Linked DNA regions of Mus musculus: all the other regions are linked to region 1. A link is a contact called in public ChIA-PET data. All regions are on one chromosome and are shown on one strand. Each heading gives the region's core, a stretch centred on a gene start, on an enhancer-like site or on the middle of the called end of the contact. The rest is flanking DNA. Distances are from core to core; before and after follow the strand shown.

Region 1 (4,174 bases), core at 1,060-3,559:
CCAGGCTTCTTGATGTATTGTTGCCAAGTAGTTAGCACTAGTCTGCCAGCTCCACACTTGGTGCCTGGAGCCATTTTGTCAGCGCTGGTCGCCAGGCTGGCCGCTCATTCAGGAAGTTCTCAGGAAAACAGGTTTAGCCTCTCTGCAGGTAGCAGAAGAGCAGGGCAGTTGTCACTTCAAAAAGAAGCTGGACAAGTCGGAAAGCTGCACCGCACCTCAGTGGCAGCATGGTCTATACCAGCCCCACACTGCAACATTTCTCTTGTTGTTGTTGTTGTTGTTGTTGTTGTTGTTGTTGTTGTTGCTATTGCTGCTGCTGCTCCTGCTGCTATTGTTTCTCACCACGTAATCCAGACTGACATTGAACTCAAGAGTGTCCTGCCTGGGCTGCTGAATGCTAAAATTACAAGTTTGCAATGGTGCTAACTTCGAAAACTAGGCTGTGTGTTGTGTGGGTTGAAGAAGATAAAATTCCTATAGGTCAATCAATTCCATATCTACAAAGGACAATCTGTTATGCATTGGACACAAATGTTGGTCCATTGTCTGATCCTATCATATAGGGAATCTACACCTGGGTGAGATTACCTCTAGCAACTTCTTAGCTACTACCTTTGTAGTAGTCTCAGTCTTCATTGGAAATGTTTCTGTCCTTCTAGGGCTACCTTGTATAGTCTATACTCAGTCTCAGAGGCCAAGTCAAGTTCAACACCTGGATCGGATCATTGTTCTGACCTATTAACTGGACTTTCCCAGGTTTAAAATGTATCTGGGCCCTCATTTTAGCTGGGAGATCCCTCCCCAGTAGGGGGTAGGGGCACTCAGGGATGACTGAGTGAATGGGTTACCATCCCATTCTCAAGTCCACTGTTCTTCGGGTAGTACATGAATATTATTTGGTGCCTGTGTTCCCTTAGACCCAGGACTTCTTAGGAGACAATGGCCCTTCAGCCTTTACAAGCACTGAAGATTAAGCTCCGGTGTCCACCAGGAATTCCAGAGGCTTTCCCTGCACTCTAAGGATTACCCTGGCTTGGGGAAGGAGGTCTGTTCCCTGACTCCCTCAATCTTTTGTTTTTCCTTGGTGATTATAGTCTTATTCTTTGGCTTTCTCTTTGGGCATTCTCTAGTCCAGTATCCTTCTTACTTACAACAGGTGGTTGTAGCTGTAATGGTTCTTAGCTAAGATTGGTGGACAACCTTTTCTAGGCTTTTTCCCCTCAGCAATATTTTGAAGTTGGCACTTCCTCTGTCTCTAATCTGGATTACTATTGGCAAGAAGGACTTTGGCTAGATCTCTGTTTATTAGCTTCTCTGTCTTAATCTTCTTTTCATCTTTAGTCTCCCTACTATGGTATACCTTCTTCACAACCTCCACTAAATCTCTCAATGACTTCTCTCTCTTAGTCTTTCTAACTTCTGAAACTTCCTTCTAATGGTCGGTGCTGATTTATAAATGCCAGCGCTACTGTGTTAGAATTCTCAGTCTCCTCAGGATTTAGGTGTGTATAATGGCAGAAAGTGTCCATAATCTGCTTGAGAAACTCTGTTGGGCCTTTATCATCCTTTAGCCTGACATCATAAACCTTAGCCAAATTTGGGTCGATGAGTGGCTGTCCTGAGACCCGCCATTAGAGGTTGGTGATAGACTCGGAAATGCTCCCACCCTTCACCAGTATTATAGCCCCAAGCAGTCTCCTGAGGGGAAATCTTTTGTCTGTCAACGGGGTTCTGGGGTGGAGTGCCCTTAGGACATGGAACATTCTTTGGACCTCCAATATGATGTGTTTCTTTTCCTCAGTTGTAAAGAGGATCTTTAAGAGCTGCTGACAATCATTTCAAGTGGGCTGATGGGTAAAAAGGATATTGTCTAAGAGACCAATGAGCTCTCTAGCATAGTCAGAGAGTCTGGCATTCTCTCTCCTCCAATTATAAAAATCAGCAATAGTGAAGGGCCAATAATGGTGGAGTTGATTCTCCTGTTGGTCAGCTGATTCTGTTGCCCTTAGGCGTAAGACAGTGGAATCTGCCCAGCTCTATAGCCTAAGGAGGCATTGAGTGCCTGCTTCCGGTTCCCTGTGCAGCCCCCCCCCCCTGCCCAGCCCATTCTTGAAGTTGATACTATTGAGGCTGTTGGCACCTCCTCCGAGGGTAGGGGGAGCAAGGGCAGGGCTGGAGCTGGTACAGCCAAAGCTGGTGCCTGTGGGAAGCTTGCGCAGCTGAAACTTGTGTGTAAGGAGATGGGAAGAGAACATCTTCCGATGTAGTGGCCTATAAAATGGGGTGAAGAGGCACAGGAGGTTTGCGGACTTCCTGTTTACATTCTTCCACCACCAGGGCCGACATGATGAAGAAGCGTTAGCTGGAGGGAAGAGGAAGGACTTAACCCACAGTGGTCGATTATTAACTAAATCCTTCCAAACATACAGGGAACTTGATCTGGGTGTCCACGTGCTTTTTGGAACACTCTGTCATCTACTGCCAACACCATAGGGATGTGAAAGGTCCCCTCTGGCGGCCATTCAACTAGGAAGGCTGGACACTCTGAGCTGGTATATGTGTGTATATTTTCCCTTTCTTCATATCCACTGAGAGATTGTGAACTCTAGTTTTCATTTCCTTAAAATGAGCTAAAAGAATGTTGAGGGTGTGAGAATCAGTCTGTCCCATATCAAAGTATAGTACAACACGAAACAAAACATTTCAAGGGACGCAACAGACAGACCCACACGCACGAAGTAGCCACTTAGTGACTGGAAACAAAAATATATCCAAACACTAGAACTCACAGACTCTGGCCTCAGAAACTGAAAGCGAGGTAGAGAGGAAAGCAGCCCTTCCTCGTCACAAATTCTCCCCACCCCCACTCGCCCCACAGGTACCGGACAAGCCCTCAGGAAGTCCAGGGATGTGTCCCTGGTCCCGGCATTGGTGGCTCTCCAGTGAGTATGCTCTAGCCACCCTCTGCTGCTTTTCCAAACACCTCGAGGCTTTTCCAATGCCAAAAGCAAGAACAGAACAGACACAACCAGTATAGAAATACTGACACTCACCAGCCAGCACTAGGCTCTCCCAATTGCAGGCTCTGGAGATCTGCTGAGGAACCTCAGAAGAGTCCCAGAATGTTATGCCCAGTTCATGGGAACCCCAGAAGACCGCCAGAAATTGCGATACTGATGTACTAAACAAAGAGAGTTTTTATTATACGAGTGTGGGTGCTATCACAGACCTTCCAGCTGCACAGGTTAGGAAAGCGATGCTCAAGTTCAAGGGTTTGATATATATATATATATATATATATATATATATATATATATATATATATATATGAAGATGCATACGCTGGGGCGCTCAAGGCCTGTCATTACATGATTGAGTAGGGGGAAAGGTGTGCGGTCCTTCAAATTGATAACATTTGTTTAGACAGAGAGGCGGAATTTCGCAGCTGGAGAAGGACCTCTTTGACCTGGGAAGAAGTAACTCATCCCATTATAGGAGGCCAGCGTGTTGTTACAAAGCAGTCACAGCTGTTTGGGAACACTTAATTGTCTCTTTCCCATAGCTCAGGAGTGTGCTTTATCACATCAAGGATACTAACTCTTGCCTCCTTCAAAGGCAAGAGCCATCTACACCAGGAAAGTGCTATTGGTTAGAATTATCAGAAAAAGGGAGCGCAATATACAGTGCTAGGCAGGAGGCCACGTTCCAGCTCCCCTTTGTCTGCCCTCTTCAAAGGTCGCAAGAAGGTTGCGGAAAGGAAGTGCTGGCCATTCTGGCTCAGGAAGGGGCGATGCGAAGAGACAGGGGCAGGTTACCTGGGTCTCCTCATTCCGACAGTGTGGGTACCACAGCATGCATATCATTGGGTGGTCATTATATTTACCTGTCTTGTGCTCTAGACTATGAGCTGTCAAACTTGCTTTAAACAGCCAGATAGTAAATTTTAAGGCTTTGTGGCCAGATTGTTGCCATAACTACTGTACAGCAATCTTTTAACATGAAGGTCACTGCAGGTAACAAACCCATCAACCAATGGCCGTGGTTGTAGCTCAAAATACTCTTTATTTATAAAAAGGAGTGGCTAGCAGGATTTGGCTAGTCAAGTTATTTGTTGATATGTGCTCTGCACTACTAATTTCCAGTCTTCATAGTTCTATCACCATACACATTGAGG
Region 2 (4,174 bases), core at 1,164-3,663, 210 kb before region 1:
TATTGCTCTTCTGACAAGTTCAGTCTCAGGGAGAGATGGTTTGAAATAGCTGTGGTTTTGTGTTACTCTACCTGTGCAGAAGAGATTGTAGGAAACAAGAAATGTAGTAGAAATATAAAATGGGAAAAGATCATATGAAACCTGCAGGATGAGACATCATCTCATTAATTTGGACTTTCTCTTTTCAAGTAATATGGGTAGACCTCACTTTATTGGTATGTGATTTCTTTAGCACAGTTTCACATCATCATGGTGCAACAGCTATCCCTTGCGTTCTCCTTTGTTCCTCACTTAGTGCCCTACACACAATGGATTTACCCACAATGATCTGGTCATTCATTCAGAAAGTATTGCTTATGTGCTGTCTGTCAGGTACTGGAGGTCCAGGAAATACACTGTAGAAAAGAAGGCATGATGTCTGCATGAAGAGTTAGAGTCAGAACTAATTTCATCTGCATCTGTTACAAGTTCTGAGATCTGGTCTTTCTCTGGGTCACTTCCCAATTCATTGCAGTAAATCTCAAAGAAATGTGTTACCAAATTTTCATAACATATAACTAGTTAATCAAAACCCCCATCAGCCACAGATATTTTTATCTATTTTAAATAGAGACTGTCTGTTTGGGCTCTGGGTTTGTAAAACCAAGTCACTAATTTACTATTATGTAATAGATAGAAAATTGTGTGGCTATACACACACACACACAACACACACACACTTTGCATTCTTGGCTGAACTCCACAGAAAAAGGAATTCCTGGAATCAGTACTAAATAATCACATTATCACATTATATGTGTCTATTTTAAAATAGTTATACTATTTTAATCCTCTAAACTCCTCTAAAAAGAACTGCACAACTATACATTTGAGTATTGTCATGATACCTTTCAAGATCTGGCTATTTTTCAAGTTGTTGTTGCTGCTGTTGTTCTTGTATGTGCTAGATATGGATGTGTGTATATGGACACACATGATATGTCATGTGTATACAAATAAGAGGACAGCTTTGTTTGGTCACTTCTTTTCTACTACCTTTGCTTGGGTCCTGAGGATCAAGTTCAGATCATCAGTTGGTATTACAAGTTGACGCTCACCTCAGAGGACCGGCTTGCTTAATCTCCATTCCAGAGAATAGCTGCTCATAATGAAGGGTGTCTGAAAGTGGCCAAAATGAATGTTTCTGAAGCTATGGGAAGGATGAAAGAATAAGAGATAGCAGCTTCAGAATGTCCCATGATATGTATATCCATTCAGTTGTCATGAGAAGCAACCTAAATGACTTTGTGATTACATCTTTTCCTCTCCCAAAGAGAATCTTCTAGTGATAGAGAGAGAATTAAATCTGGAAATCAAATGAACAGTCCTGTTTAGAGAGACCAGGAAGAAAAATCTGATGAATGCCCAATAAAAGGGAGGAGTATACAGAGCCAATACAGAAAAGGAGATGCACCTCACCGCACAATTACGATAATGAATTAGGGAAGTCAGACAGACAAGTCAAGTTGTTAGCACCTTAACACACCAGATTGATTGGCTCTTCTTTTCTGGCCTCCTTTATAATTTTTTAATCTATTTTTTCCTCTTATTCATTCAGTTCTACATTTATTTCAGAATTCTCTTTTGTGTGGTATTTGTGATATTATTGAGTGTAGCTATCCTCAGGACAACAAACACAAATGTGATGTGTATTATCTCCTTCAGACACTCACATCCTTAGTACCGTCCCAGATTCTGTCAGTCTTGCCACTTTCTTTGGGTGAAGGTTATTATCTCATTTGTACATGGTTAGTAATTACGATTTAACTAGTATTCGGTTACTATTAGACCTATAAAAATTGCTATCCTCTTTCTGTACTCCTCTGCTGTTAGTAACGACAAACCATTTGGTCAGCTCTAAGACCAAGTATCTGTCTAAAGTCCTTACTCAGAGGCTGAGGAACAGCTAAATCAGTCAGTGCATGCCACGCAAAGATACGCATGAGGACCTGAACAACTCACAGAGAAGTGGGTGGCAGGCTCCGGTAATCCCAACACTGAGGAGGCAGAAGCAAGAGAAACCCTGGGGTTTCCTGGCTTAGGCCAATGAGAAGCTCTGACCTTTCCCCAAAAGAAAAGATGCACAGGGCCTGAGAACACACACAGTTGTGTATCATCTGGTCAACACACACACACACACACACACACACATATACACGCCATGCATATATCACACATACACCCACATATATAGAGATATATAGATATAACCCTGGCAGAAAGCACAGAGGGATTCAAGTAATGTTTTGCTAAAGGGTCAGTTATTCTAAATAGTCTTAGTGGGCTGTGTGCTTTGAATCCCTTATGCAGTGGAAGATGACTCCTCAGTTTTCCTTGACATGCACAAACACTTTCAGCATGTCTGCGCTTGTTTTACTTCCTCATGCTTGTGGGCTTCCTCCCCACCAACCACACTGCTACGAAAGTCCTGCGTTACCTTAGATACCGCCGTCACATTGCAGTTTCCACTTTGATTTAAACATTTCACTTAGCTAACCTATGAGTATTTAGTAAGATCATCTACTTCATATAATCCAATTCACATTTCAGTCATCAAACCCTGTACCCACACTTGGGATCACCTAATCTGCTTAATTGAAATTAAAAATGAAACAAAAGCTGCCATTTAAGAATTATGTGACTTCAGTGGTTTTCTTTTTTCCTTCTGATGACCATTTGGCTATCTTATGGGAAATACCAATTCCATGACCTTGAACCTTGTTTTTAAATTTACTTTACAGTCCTCTGGCTACTTACTACATTTCACTATCTGAATGAATGAGTGAATGAATGAATGAATGAATGAATACAACTTGTTTGTTAAATGTGCAGCTGTATCTCACCAGTGAAGATTTGACTGATTCTTTTACTAAAGGGAAGCCTCAGTAAACACTTCCATGACTGAAGTCCTGCAGATCAGAACTGGGTTATCAGTTTGAAAGCAGAGCATTCAATCACCTCTGAAATCCCAAGGGGAAAGTTGCTCCTGCGCTGTTTGGACCTCTTCCCCTCTAATAAAGTGCATTTTCACACTAGAACCTCTGTAATCATGTATATGGATTTTTCTGTGATATTTTTATTGGAACAGCCCTTCAAATAACCTAATAATTTAACTCTGAAGGTGATTCAGATGGGTATTAATGAGGTGCAGCTTTTCCTAGAAAGTTAGTTGATGCTCAAGTCCTTTGTGGAAGGGAAAATTTCTCTTTCTGAGAAGATGGGCATCATCTAAGGATTTCACACACTCCTGCACACTTACTGCATCTTGGTCCGACACAGTTTTGTGTTAGTTAGATGTTGACATTACAAATCTGACCTTCAACAATTGCTACCACTTCCCCTGATTTTATGCTACAGTATGGTCAGATGTATTCAACAGTAGCCAGTATCCAACTGAAAGGCTACACCCCAAACTCCAAGTGCGACCCTCCTGTTCCCAAATCAGTAGGACTTGTCCACTTTGCTTCCTGGGGAGTGCGGGCAACTGGAAATGCCGTAGAAAAACTTGAGATAAGTTCTTTTCCTGGCTAGTCCTCTATCTTTTGCCTCCTCTACAGCGTCTTCACATCATCTTCACATAGCTGCTTTCTGCCCTAGAAGCTCCCATCGAATAAACTGATTTTGGGGTGGACCTGTGTGTCCAAATTGAGTTTTGAAAAATACTTATCCTCTAAAGTTCCAATAAATGTTGCCCTCAGCCTTCTTGGTCTGCACAAGGCTGGTGCTCCCTCAGTAACTAGATGTAAATGTATGCAAAATTACTGGGGTGGGGGGTGCTCTGAGTTGGATGCAGTACACACCCAGGCACCAAATTCTCAGCACAGAAAAAGATTTCCTACCCTGGAGGAGCAATCAGGGGAGACAGGGAGAGGCTGCAAAGACAGACAGCAAGTAGCAGCAGCAGCAGCAGCACCATCAATAACATTATCTATCAGTAAGCAGGCAGCATGTGTATTTTGCAGGAGTAGGTTTTTAAGTAGAAAAAGTCTTAGCTATGGTGAATTGGTAATCTCTGATTGGACATATTAGCCAAATAGTGAGTTTTGGTTTTTGGATCTTGGTATTTAGTCTCAGCAATGAGTCCATAGGTGAATAAGGGAATGGGCCTTGGGGGATTGTTTTAGGAATGTCATCT
Region 3 (4,174 bases), core at 1,063-3,562, 130 kb before region 1:
TTGGAATGTTTCTGAAAAGGCACCACAATTACTAGACTCAGTCCAGTATAAGTTCCCTCTGTACTATAAATAGTGCATGTCTTTTACCATATGTTAAAGGATCTCATCCTGATGTTCATAAAATGCTGGTTTTCTCTACAGCCACAGGAGGGCTATCTGATGGTACAACAGTTCCAGTACCTAGGCTGGGCTTCTCATCGAGAAGTGCCTGGCTCCAAACGCTCGTTTTTGAAATTGATACTGCAGGTGGAAAAATGGCAAGAGGAATGTGAAGAAGGGGAAGGCCGGACAATCATCCACTGCTTGTGAGTAGGACAGGGCAGGGCAGGGCATCGTGGCCTTGCCATGCAGGGAGCCTCAGAACTCATTTCCTGGCTAGCCTTTGCTTTGTGTGTGTTTAAAAGATGTTCCTCAAATCCTGGCAGACAAAACTACCATAGCTCGTATTTCAAAATAGAACTCTAGTCTCAGAAATGAATATTTTACTATTAATTTTAGTTTTGTTTTCTGACTATTAAATCTAATAAGAGATGACTCAGTAGTTAGGAGCAGTGCCTACTTTCCTAGAGGATCTGAGTTTGATACCCAGGACCTAACTGGTGACTCACAACCCTCTCTTGACTCTAGTTCCAGGAGATCTGATGCTCACATCTGACCTCTGTGGGCAGTGCATGCGCTGGGTATACAGACAACATGGAGGAAAACATATCCACACAATAAAAATTATGCAGTTGTTTTATGGTTTAACTCTTTCAAGTACCTGTCTGGACAACTTCTGTTTCAGGCAAATGGTTAGGATCTCAACATCTCTACATTACAACAAATTATGCCTGTCACATATTCCTGCTCATAAGCTCCTGAGAGAACTTCATCCTCTAGTATCCTCCCCTCTTCCCTTCACACACAAATGTAGAGGAGAATCCAAAGAAATGGGAGAATTTTTAAAGATAAGTGTCCTTTCCCAGGAGAGTGTGATGGTGTGACACGTGATTCCCCCAAAGGTACTAAGCATGTCTTTGCTTTCAGGAATGGCGGTGGGCGCAGTGGCATGTTCTGTGCCATAGGCATTGTTGTGGAGATGGTGAAGCGGCAAAATGTGGTGGATGTTTTCCATGCAGTAAAGACGCTGAGGAACAGCAAGCCAAACATGGTGGAAGCCCCGGTGAGCCACAGAATCTTTCGAGGGTCTCAGTGACTACTCAGTCATATACCTACTGACTTGTGGGTCTTCACGCACATAGAGGAAATCAGTCAGATGTGCACATGAAACTTGCTGGGACGTTGTGACTAATAGGTAGAGTGTAGCTAGTCTGGCTTTGCCTGTATAAATGCATTCCCCATCACATAACCTGTTGGGTGAAGAAAATGGTCTCATGCGATTTGAGAAGTGAAATTTGTCCTCCTTATTATCAGTGAATTTGTGCTGTGCAGTAAATAGTTCTAGGAAAATAAATCTCACTAAAGTGTAGTCACTTTTTTGCTTGTTGAGGCATATTGAGTTAAGTCGCAGATATACTCATAGGTCACCTCAGAATCTTAGACACCTATTTTCTGTTTGTTCACTTACTTTGTTTTAATTGACTTATTTTGGTGTGTGTGTGTGTGCGTGTGTGGGTGTTGTTAGGTATGGAACCCAGGATCTCAAGCATGCTAGGCCAGGCATTCTACCACTGACCTATATAAACAGACCTGACGCCCAGTGTTTTTGAAAGAGCAACTGAAGTTTATAGCAGCTATTATCCATAATCCTTCCCCATCTAATCCGAATGTAAATTGTCAGTCTGTCCTTGCTGTCAGCTGAAAAGCTTTTATCAGCCTTACAGTACAGTGCATATAATGTGACAAAAGTTCTTCTAAGCTCACAAAGCCTCTAAAATAAGGACAAATGGGGATATGTGAGCAAGGCTTCATCTAAATGGAGCTGTGTACCAAGTAAGAAAGTTACTGCCTCTGTAACATGCTTGACTTGGGGGTTACACATAAGTACAAAGAGACTGGGAAGGAAGAGCAGCTGCAGCAATCATAGAAAAGAAAGGGAGAAAAGCCAGGGCATCACTGTTGCTTGCCCTACTTTATCAAGATGATGGGAGCAACGGAGGTGTGGGGCTGTGGGAGGGAGAGAGGAGGAAGCGGGGGGGGGGGGGGAGAGGGAAAGAGAGTGAGGGAGAGGGAAAGAGGGAGAGAGAGAGAGAGAGAGAGAGAGAGAGAGAGAGAGAAATTTAGTAAGCTCTTGGTGTTTTTACCACTTCCTGCTTGGGGTTGTTCACACAGGAAGTGCATTGTTTCCTGAGACAAACATCTAAAGACTTCGGTTTATGCTGTTTCACTCTGGCTAGTGGCAGCTAACTTCTCCCTTTCTCAAAGAGTGCTCTTAGGAGACTCCAACTGGGACCAGATAACGTCACCTTCTCTGGAATGCAGGCAGTTGAGAAGGACAGAGAGTATTGATTTGAGAATTTTTACATACAGACTGGACAGTAGATAGTTATCACTCTCTGGTTTCAAGATGTATAACCTGTGAAATATACTCTGCCTGAAACATTTCAAGTCACATGCCTTCAGAAGTAACATCTGTCTCCAAATTTGCCTTTGATATACCACCTTTTGACTTCTAAGTTTACAGTTGAATATTTGTTCTAGAACCTTCCCATGAGTTACTGTTTTCCTTTTTTATTTATGTCCCACAAATCTTGACAGAGTTGACAGAATGCACTGCTTAATCAACATCAATGATTAATAAAGTTTACTATGGTTTGGGCTGAGTTTGATATGGAAATGTAGATTTAAACAAAATTGAGAGGCACTGACTGGCTGCAAGCATTTTTTTTTTTTTATCTTTGGTGGGACTTCTCCCAGGAAGCTAATGTAGAGCATATTTACGTTGGTTGTCAGAGATTCTGGATATTTTAATATTTACTTTAAGTTCTGCACTAGTTCAGCCTGCCTAGATTTTACCTGCTTGGACTGGGCTGGGAACTGTCCAATGAATTATATAATATAAGTCATCATTTATAACAGTCTCTGGTCTTTTTAAACTTCTTGATAGTGGATTTTAAGTGACTACACTCAAAAGAAGTGTTATTTTAACTCAAATGTTGCATTATCAACTTGATCAACAACATTGTCAATCAAGTTGTCTTAATTAAGAAGAGGTGTCAGGAATCTATTTAGGCATAAGTGAGCTTGAAGGGTTATTTCTTTTTAATTCTTAAATATTCCTTTTAAATTGGTTGAAATGGTACTCTGATACCATTGCAAAAGGTAGCATACAGGGGGTTCTTCTCATCTCTCTCTGTCTCTGTCTTTCACTGTCTCTACCTATCTGTCTCTCTGTCTCTCTCTTTCTCTCTCTCTTTCTCCCTCACTTTTATCTAAAGAGATCATTTGGAATATGGAGGAAAGCACAGGCACACACCAGCAGCAATACAAAACAGAAAGATATTGAAATAATCTAACAAGTAATCCAGATAATCCACATGGTAGATTTTTGCGTGATATAAAAAGACTCAGGATGTGTAACATACAACATGTAAAACAGAAAATCCTCTTGAGAACTCCGATTTTTTATTTTTCTGAGACGATTACTATGTCAATCGTGTACTCTTCCCCTCCCCCATGCCAAGACAGGGTTTCTCTGTGTAGCTCTGGCTGTTCTAGAACTCACTCTGTAGACCATGCTGGCCTTGAACTCAGAGACACACCTTGTCTGGTTGCTGGGATTAAAGTGTGGTCCACCACAGCCTGGTTCTTTACCTTTTTGTAAGCTGGGAAACATTCTTAACTATTTTAATCCTATAAAAATCCTTGGCACTATATTAAATGATAGGAAATTTAGGGCAAAGATAAAACATCTTTTTACTGTTTCTTTTTTTTCTTAAAAGGGATCATTAGACTTGAGAATAAAATATATATGGCCAGATGTTCCTGTTATATGCAAAATAAGTAATTTACGACTTTTAAATAATCTAAATTGGGTGTCAAGAACTCACACAGATGCTATTACTCACCATTAGCCTTTTGCTAACTCCTTTCATCCCTTCTGTTCTGACATGATGCAGGAGCAGTATCGTTTTTGCTATGATGTGGCGTTAGAGTACCTGGAGTCCTCATAGTTCGCTGAGACTATTTGCAGAGCATCCAAGCAGAAATCCATTCGTCTGTTGAGCCAGCAGCT

What was found. ChIA-PET counts read pairs in DNA pulled down with a chosen protein or histone mark.
Region 2: a contact with region 1 is called in an RNA polymerase II ChIA-PET map of memory CD8 T cells, with 494 read pairs. The contact joins two enhancer-like sites. A contact is called at or near these places in 2 of 15 datasets of contacts at CTCF or cohesin (CD8 T cells and the NIH/3T3 cell line), 2 of 484 Hi-C or Micro-C datasets (CD4 T cells and bone marrow-derived DN2 thymocytes) and 9 of 115 datasets of contacts at active chromatin or transcription factors (CD4 T cells, CD8 T cells, T-cell acute lymphoblastic leukemia and 5 more).
Region 3: a contact with region 1 is called in an RNA polymerase II ChIA-PET map of memory CD8 T cells, with 497 read pairs. The contact joins two enhancer-like sites. A contact is called at or near these places in 8 of 484 Hi-C or Micro-C datasets (CD8 T cells, the G1E-ER4 cell line, the HL-1 cell line and 3 more), 3 of 115 datasets of contacts at active chromatin or transcription factors (CD8 T cells, double positive thymocytes and memory CD8 T cells) and 4 of 9 other capture datasets (adipose tissue, embryonic stem cells, liver and 1 more).

What each region holds. Positions count from the first base shown.
Region 1 is chr10:28,723,437-28,727,610 of GRCm38.p6, forward strand. All of the region lies in intron 2 of Themis (thymocyte selection associated), which reads left to right. Among named protein-coding and RNA genes, the nearest start is that of Themis, 57 kb to the left of the region's middle. Within about 2 kb of position 2,310, at least 9 of the 459 cell types and tissues checked have an H3K27ac peak or open chromatin away from gene starts, as enhancers often do. A contact at or near this core is called in CD8 T cells, memory CD8 T cells and regulatory T cells, where this site is marked.
Region 2 is chr10:28,513,893-28,518,066 of GRCm38.p6, forward strand. All of the region lies in intron 13 of Ptprk (protein tyrosine phosphatase, receptor type, K), which reads left to right. Among named protein-coding and RNA genes, the nearest start is that of Themis, 150 kb to the right of the region's middle. Within about 2 kb of position 2,414, at least 54 of the 459 cell types and tissues checked have an H3K27ac peak or open chromatin away from gene starts, as enhancers often do. A contact at or near this core is called in CD8 T cells, memory CD8 T cells and regulatory T cells, where this site is marked.
Region 3 is chr10:28,591,744-28,595,917 of GRCm38.p6, forward strand. Ptprk (protein tyrosine phosphatase, receptor type, K) reads left to right here. Exons shown (of 32, transcript NM_008983.2): 30 at 142-305; 31 at 1,027-1,162; 32 at 4,059-4,174. The coding sequence ends at 4,112. Among named protein-coding and RNA genes, the nearest start is that of Themis, 75 kb to the right of the region's middle. Within about 2 kb of position 2,313, at least 92 of the 459 cell types and tissues checked have an H3K27ac peak or open chromatin away from gene starts, as enhancers often do. A contact at or near this core is called in CD8 T cells and memory CD8 T cells, where this site is marked.